2 separate regions of the Mus musculus genome follow, and region 2 is linked to region 1. A link is a contact called in public Hi-C data. All regions are on one chromosome and are shown on one strand. Each heading gives the region's core, a stretch centred on a gene start, on an enhancer-like site or on the middle of the called end of the contact. The rest is flanking DNA. Distances are from core to core; before and after follow the strand shown. Region 1 overlaps Synpo2 (synaptopodin 2). Region 2 overlaps Sec24d (Sec24 related gene family, member D (S. cerevisiae)).

Region 1 (2,844 bases), core at 57-2,556:
CATATTGGCGATAAGGGTGTGGCGCTCACCCATCTCCGTGAAAATTTGGTTCTTGGAGGTAAAAAAAAAAAAAAAAAAAAAAAAAAAAAACCCTGGCGATTACGGTAGTTTGTGAGTTTCTGAATTTGTATAGTTTATCTGTAGCATTAGGGTTTCATTGTGTGTGTTGGGGGTAAAGGGGTAGAGGATATTTGAAAATAGCTCCAAAGATTCTCCAGAAAATAATAATGAATAAAAGGATAAGACTGTTGTTAATTTCCAAGTACACTGGGAATCTAATTCCGTTCCCTTGCAGGTATTGCAGGTATTGAGAGCAGCATCTTCGGAGTCTACTGCAGTAGATGAAAACCTGTGATCTGTTTTTTGAGTTGTTCCTACCACTCTGCTGCTTCCTCCAGAGTTCATCACCATTATATTCTTCTTTGGTTCTGGCCTCAAGTTTGTTTATCCCATTTTACAATGAAAATTCCTGTCTTGATGAGGCTAACAAAATGTTCGCTTGAAGCTGTTAAAGAGATCAAGCGGTTTTCCACTTCTTTGCAACTTCTTTCAAGCCAGAAACTCATCAGATACATTTAACCAAGTTTGGAAGAAACAATTCCGTTCTCAACAGTACTGCTTTTGTAAAGAATTTTAGTGGGTTATAAGCCCATTAATTTGTAATAAAATATCTTAAGAAGTCTTGAGGTATATAGCTCAAAGCTAAAGGACTTGCTTAGCCTGTGGGAAACCCCGGACTGTCATAGCCTGCACCGCAAAGGAAACAGAAACGAAACCAAACAAAAACCAGTTTAGAGCATAACACCCACGCAAACAAGCAAGTATATTTAAAGATCAACGGCCGCATAGTATCTTTTGCTACTTGCGAAAGGATAGGTTTGCTTTAAAATATATCTGGGGTTTTGTTTTGCTGTGGTATGAGGAGGTCAACAGATTAGGAGGCAGCTGCCACTGGCAAGATGGTTCCTTTCTCAGGTTTCCTCAAGGAGGGGCACACGAGACCACACAGGACCCACCAGGAAGCCCAGGCCTGTCAAGGGACGAGGGGGAAGGAATGCGCAGGGGCTTTGTAGTAGGAAGGAGTGGGCAGAGCAGATGAGCTGCTGCCCAGTAGGTTTCAGACTGGATCATATGAGTACTTCTGACCCTCAGGGTATCCAGCGGCCCCAGGCTATCCAGTAGGCACAGGGATGTGGAAGCAAAGGCATATTGCCTCTTGGAGATTAAGAGCCAGATAGGGGACAGTGAAGCAATACGCTCGCTCAGGGTTGGCTCTGTGTCTGTTTCTTTTCTTGTCACGGTGACTAAATATCTGACAGCAACAATTGAGCGAAGGCAAGAGTGACATTGTTCCCGTTTCTAAGGCCTCGGTTTATGGTTGCTTGTTCTTGTGCTGTTGAACTGAACGTTCTGGCAGTGGGAGAGGATCGGGGTGGAGGAGTTCGTCCACTTCCTGGCAAGTGAAAAGCAGTGTGTAACCTCTAGAGGCACTCCCCCATCCATTTGTGTCTTCTAGGTAGGCCCTACCCAGATCCGCAAGGTCCCACCACATCCTGAGGGAGCAACTTCAATTGGCGGCTGGCTGCCGTGAATTTAGCCGAGTCTGCCATAGCTTAGGCGAGGCACGCGCTCTGAGGTCTACACTTTGCTGTGGCCAAGGATTAGCTAAGCTTGGGAAGGCAGTCACAGTGAGGTCCCGGGCACAAGAAAACCAGAATACAGAAAATAAAGCAGAGTATAGTGGTACACTCCTACCGTGCCCAGAGAAGCGGAGGCAGGAGGAGCGTCGCAAGTTTGAGGCCAGCCTGGGCTACACACCATGAGCCTCCATCAAAAACCCCACAAACCTCTTCCCCAAATGAACAAACAAATAAGTAATACACACCAGGCGTGGTGGTACAGACCGGTAATTCCAGCCACCGGGTAGAAAAGCTTGAGGAAATGAAGGTCCCCCTCAGTTATATGAGTTCAAGTTAGCCGGGCTACAAGAACCCCGTTTAGCCACTGCAGTTATGGCTACCCGAGTCAAATCAAGGCAACTGTACCAGTCATCATCACGACAGGCAGGACTAGTTGGACTCAGGGACTGTTACAACAAAAAGAGGACGAGTATCAACTGGAGAGGGAGTGGGGGAAAGGAACTGTGGGGTTTCTGAGAGCAGGGAAGAAGGAAGAAGGGGGTGTCCTGAGGGGTTAGCACGGAGGGGTTCATGCACTCAAAATGCATGGTTTACATGTAAGGAATTGTCAAGGAATAAATAAAAGATATTCCAAACAACAAAAAAGGAAGTCTGAGCAGCTGGGGCTGGAGAGATGGCTAAGCAGTTAAGAGCACTGACTGCTCTTCCAGAGGTCCTGAGTTCAATTCCCAGCAACCACATGGTAGCTCACAACCATCTGTAATGGGATCTGACACCCTCTTCTGGTGTGTCTGAAGACAGCTACAGTGTACTCATATAAATAAAATAAATAAATCTTAAAAACAATTAAAAAGAAAAGAAATTGCCCTATTTTTTTTAAAAAAAAGGAAGTCTGTTTCATAAAACAGCCAATTAATTAACTAGTTAACTAAGAAGGACAGGTATTTAGCTCACTGTGTAGTCCCAGTAATATAAGTTCAGTCTCCTGACCTCACATTAAATGCAAAACAAAACAAAACAACTGGATGCTGGGGCACACATCTGTAATCGCAGCACCTCTACGGTGGAATGAGAGGCAGTGATGAGAGAATCCATCAGAAGCTCGTAGGTCAGCCAGCTTGGAGTCCACAGTGCAGTAGCAAAATCAAGACAGACTGTGCCTCAGTAAAGTGGAAGGTGAGAAAACACTCCTAAAAGCTGCCTT
Region 2 (3,129 bases), core at 232-2,731, 130 kb before region 1:
TGTTGGCGTCTGGAGCTCAGAGACTTTCCTGGAGCTCAAGTTGGCACAAAAGCCTTGAGGGTGGATAGCGTTCTATTAAAACTAGTGACTTAAAACACAAAAAGCACATATTCAGACTTAAATCAGTTTGATCCAAGTTAGCTATCTCGGGAGGAGACTAAGAGTAGTTTTACTCATGCCTTGTTAAAAATCAGGCAAATTCACTGCAGTGGGCACAGGATACCCAACAAGGACACTGTCAGGGGCCGAAATCCCATGTCCAGGAAACACGACAGAACTTCTTATTTTGCATATTCTTAGGGTAGCTTTTAAGATATAAACTCATCTTCTCTTGATTATGAAAGTTATAGGTATCAAAGGCAAGGCAGGAAAAGTCCATCTTCATCTCCCCACCCCAAGGAGGAGATAATTCACTTCTTCCGGGCTCATTTATGAGACCACAGCTGCTCAACAGCAGGACTCGAGCTGCAAAAGTTCAGCGGGTTTTAGAATCAGCCCTAGTCTCAAACTGGCACACACAGCGGCTAGGATGTTTCTCTTCCTAAGCCTTAACGGTGGTAACAATGTTTCTCTTCCTACCTGTGCGCCTCCCTGCTGTGAAGGGTGAGGCAGCTCTGCAAACAGCAGCATGGGACCAGGGCACAACACACTAATGAAAAAAACTGAAATGCTGAGAGCAGGGCACAGCTGTGCCAGCACTAATATAGTAATTTACATACTGACTTAGTCAAGGGGTGAATTCACATACTTATATGTATATTTTAGAAGTATGTATATTGTATGTGTAAAAGGAATCTCAAAAAAATAAAATAGGTAAGAGCTGTCTGAAAAGCGGTGGTGGGACGGCAGCAAGGGAAGCGAAGAGGCTCCTTCCCTGTGACCACTCATTCACACTTTATAATTCAAATGTCATCATCTCAGCTACGTGAAGAATAATGCTGCATAGTGTCCTAAGGTGAGGACAAACATCAAGTGTACCCATGTTTGTCCCTAGAGAAAAGAGGAGGAGCAACGAATGGGTTTCAGGAAAGTGGAAATTACATATACCTAGGATGTGTTCATTCCCTTAAAATCACAATATAACAAATATTAATAATTATTAATGACGTGTATATGAGCAGCATAATAGTCAGTGTACAATTTTAAAATTAAATTAAATTTTGCTCAAATCAAAAACCTTGAAATAAAGACTACCTCATAGAGTCTACCACATACTCATCCTGATTGCTAGCATTAAAACAAAGACATCACTGACCCTCGGGCAGCCCCTGGCAATGTTAATGCAAGGTGAGCAAAAGGATCGGTCAGTGAGCTTCTTTTAAATCCACTGAGTATCACCTCGGGAGGCTGAGGTGTATTCGTGGATGTTAGCTTAAGAAAAATGAGCGTCTGTTCACGGAGAGAGTTGTACAACATATTCACAGCACTTTTATTAATGAGGTAGAGAAAGCCCAGATGTCTACCAATAAAATCCTGCGTAAGCAGACTGCCATATCTGTACAACAAAACACTTCTCAGAAACAAAAAGAAAGGCTGCTGATCCGTGAACCTCACTGTGTCGCGCGAGAGAAAACGCTTTCACAGCATTTCTATCCTCTGTAACCTTAGCCATAGAAGGCACTGGGTGAGAAATTCAAGTCTGCCATAGAAAACGTCGGAACCGTGGATACCTAAGAAGGGAGGTGGTGTGACGGGTGGGAACGGCTGAGTGGCCGTGAGGGGCTTCTTTCTCTAGAGGAACCATGATAGGTTACATTTTGGTAGGCACTGAGGTTACACAGGTATACGGATTTGCTGAAATGTAATTAACGCTGGCTTTAACTCATGCATTTCTTTTCATTTTGTTTTTGTTTTTGTTTTTAAAGGAAATCATTTAATTGGGGGCTCGCTTACAATGTCAGAAGGTTAGTTATATTATCATCATAGTAGGGAGTAGACATGCATGTCTCTATAGCTGTAGCTGTAGCTGAGAGTTTACATCTTGATCTTCAGGCAGCAGGCAAGAGAGAGAGAGAGAGAGAGACAGACAGACAGACAGACAGACAGACAGAGACAGAGAGAGAGAGAGAGAGACAGAGACAGAGAGAGACAGAGAGACAGAGAGACAGAAAGACAGAGAGAGACAGAGACAGAGACACACTGGGCCTGGTGTAAGCTTGTGAAACCTTAAAGGCCACTCCCAGTGACACATCTACTCCGAAGGCTGCATCTCCTCCAACAAGGCCACATTACCTAATCCTTTCCAAACAGTACATCAAGTGGGGACCAAGCACTCTTACGCATCATCCAACGGAGGGCATTTGTGTTCAAACCACCACATTCTACTCGCTGACCCCCATGCGAAGACATCCACTTCTTAAAGAGCATGAGATCTTGGGTTTGATCAGCAGACCACAAAAGGATGTACGTTCATAAACTAACTCTGTCTCAGTAAGCAGATCGTGGACATTAGTTAATAATGTGTGATGAGTGAAGCATATTGGACATTGACAATTCACCTTAAGACACTTCCAAAATAAATAAATAAATAAATAAATAAATAAATAAAGATAGACATGTGACAGACAACCACCATTAGGAGCATTTACATGATGACATGAAACTATCACACTTTTCTCTTCTTTCCTCCCTTCCATGGGTTGTTGGGAATAGCTACGACAGACTTTAATGAAGCTCCCTCTGTTGTACACAGCAGGATCTCCTCGTCAGTACACACAGGCCTATGTTATCCTCCTTAAGTTGATGGAGCTGGAGAGATGGCTCGGTGGTTAAGAGCACTGACTGCTCTTGCAGAGGACCAGGGTTCTATTCCCCACACACATAGCAACACACAACCATCTGAATTTTATCACAGGGGATAAAAACAACCTCTTCTGACCTCCTTGAATACTTGTACACAGACCAAAAACTCATGAATATGAAATACTTTTTAATGAAGTTTTAAAGGCTTGTGTAGCACTGCATGGAGCCACGGGAGTCACAGGCGCCATCTTTCTTCTTCCCCTCAGATGAGCACCCTCCTCCCCCACCTCTCCTCCTCACCTCTTCCTCTCCCTTGGAAAGAGAATCCGTTCTCTCCAGCAAAGGATCTCCCCACTCTGTAGATGTTGCTCCTTATAATAGATCAGC

Evidence for each region. A called contact is a pair of places that touch in the nucleus more often than the background predicts.
Region 2: a contact with region 1 is called in a Hi-C map of uterus, with 3 times the contacts expected there. The contact joins two enhancer-like sites. A contact is called at or near these places in 1 of 15 datasets of contacts at CTCF or cohesin (CD8 T cells), 44 of 484 Hi-C or Micro-C datasets (3T3-L1-derived adipocytes, the AML12 cell line, B cells and 27 more), 12 of 115 datasets of contacts at active chromatin or transcription factors (CD8 T cells, bone marrow-derived macrophages, embryonic stem cells and 5 more) and 2 of 9 other capture datasets (adipose tissue and liver).

Annotation. Positions count from the first base shown.
Region 1 is chr3:123,172,448-123,175,291 of GRCm38.p6, reverse strand. All of the region lies in intron 1 of Synpo2 (synaptopodin 2), which reads left to right. Among named protein-coding and RNA genes, the nearest start is that of Synpo2, 62 kb to the left of the region's middle. Within about 2 kb of position 1,306, at least 66 of the 459 cell types and tissues checked have an H3K27ac peak or open chromatin away from gene starts, as enhancers often do. A contact at or near this core is called in uterus, where this site is marked.
Region 2 is chr3:123,306,758-123,309,886 of GRCm38.p6, reverse strand. All of the region lies in intron 8 of Sec24d (Sec24 related gene family, member D (S. cerevisiae)), which reads right to left. Among named protein-coding and RNA genes, the nearest start is that of Sec24d, 41 kb to the right of the region's middle. Within about 2 kb of position 1,481, at least 7 of the 459 cell types and tissues checked have an H3K27ac peak or open chromatin away from gene starts, as enhancers often do. A contact at or near this core is called in uterus, where this site is marked.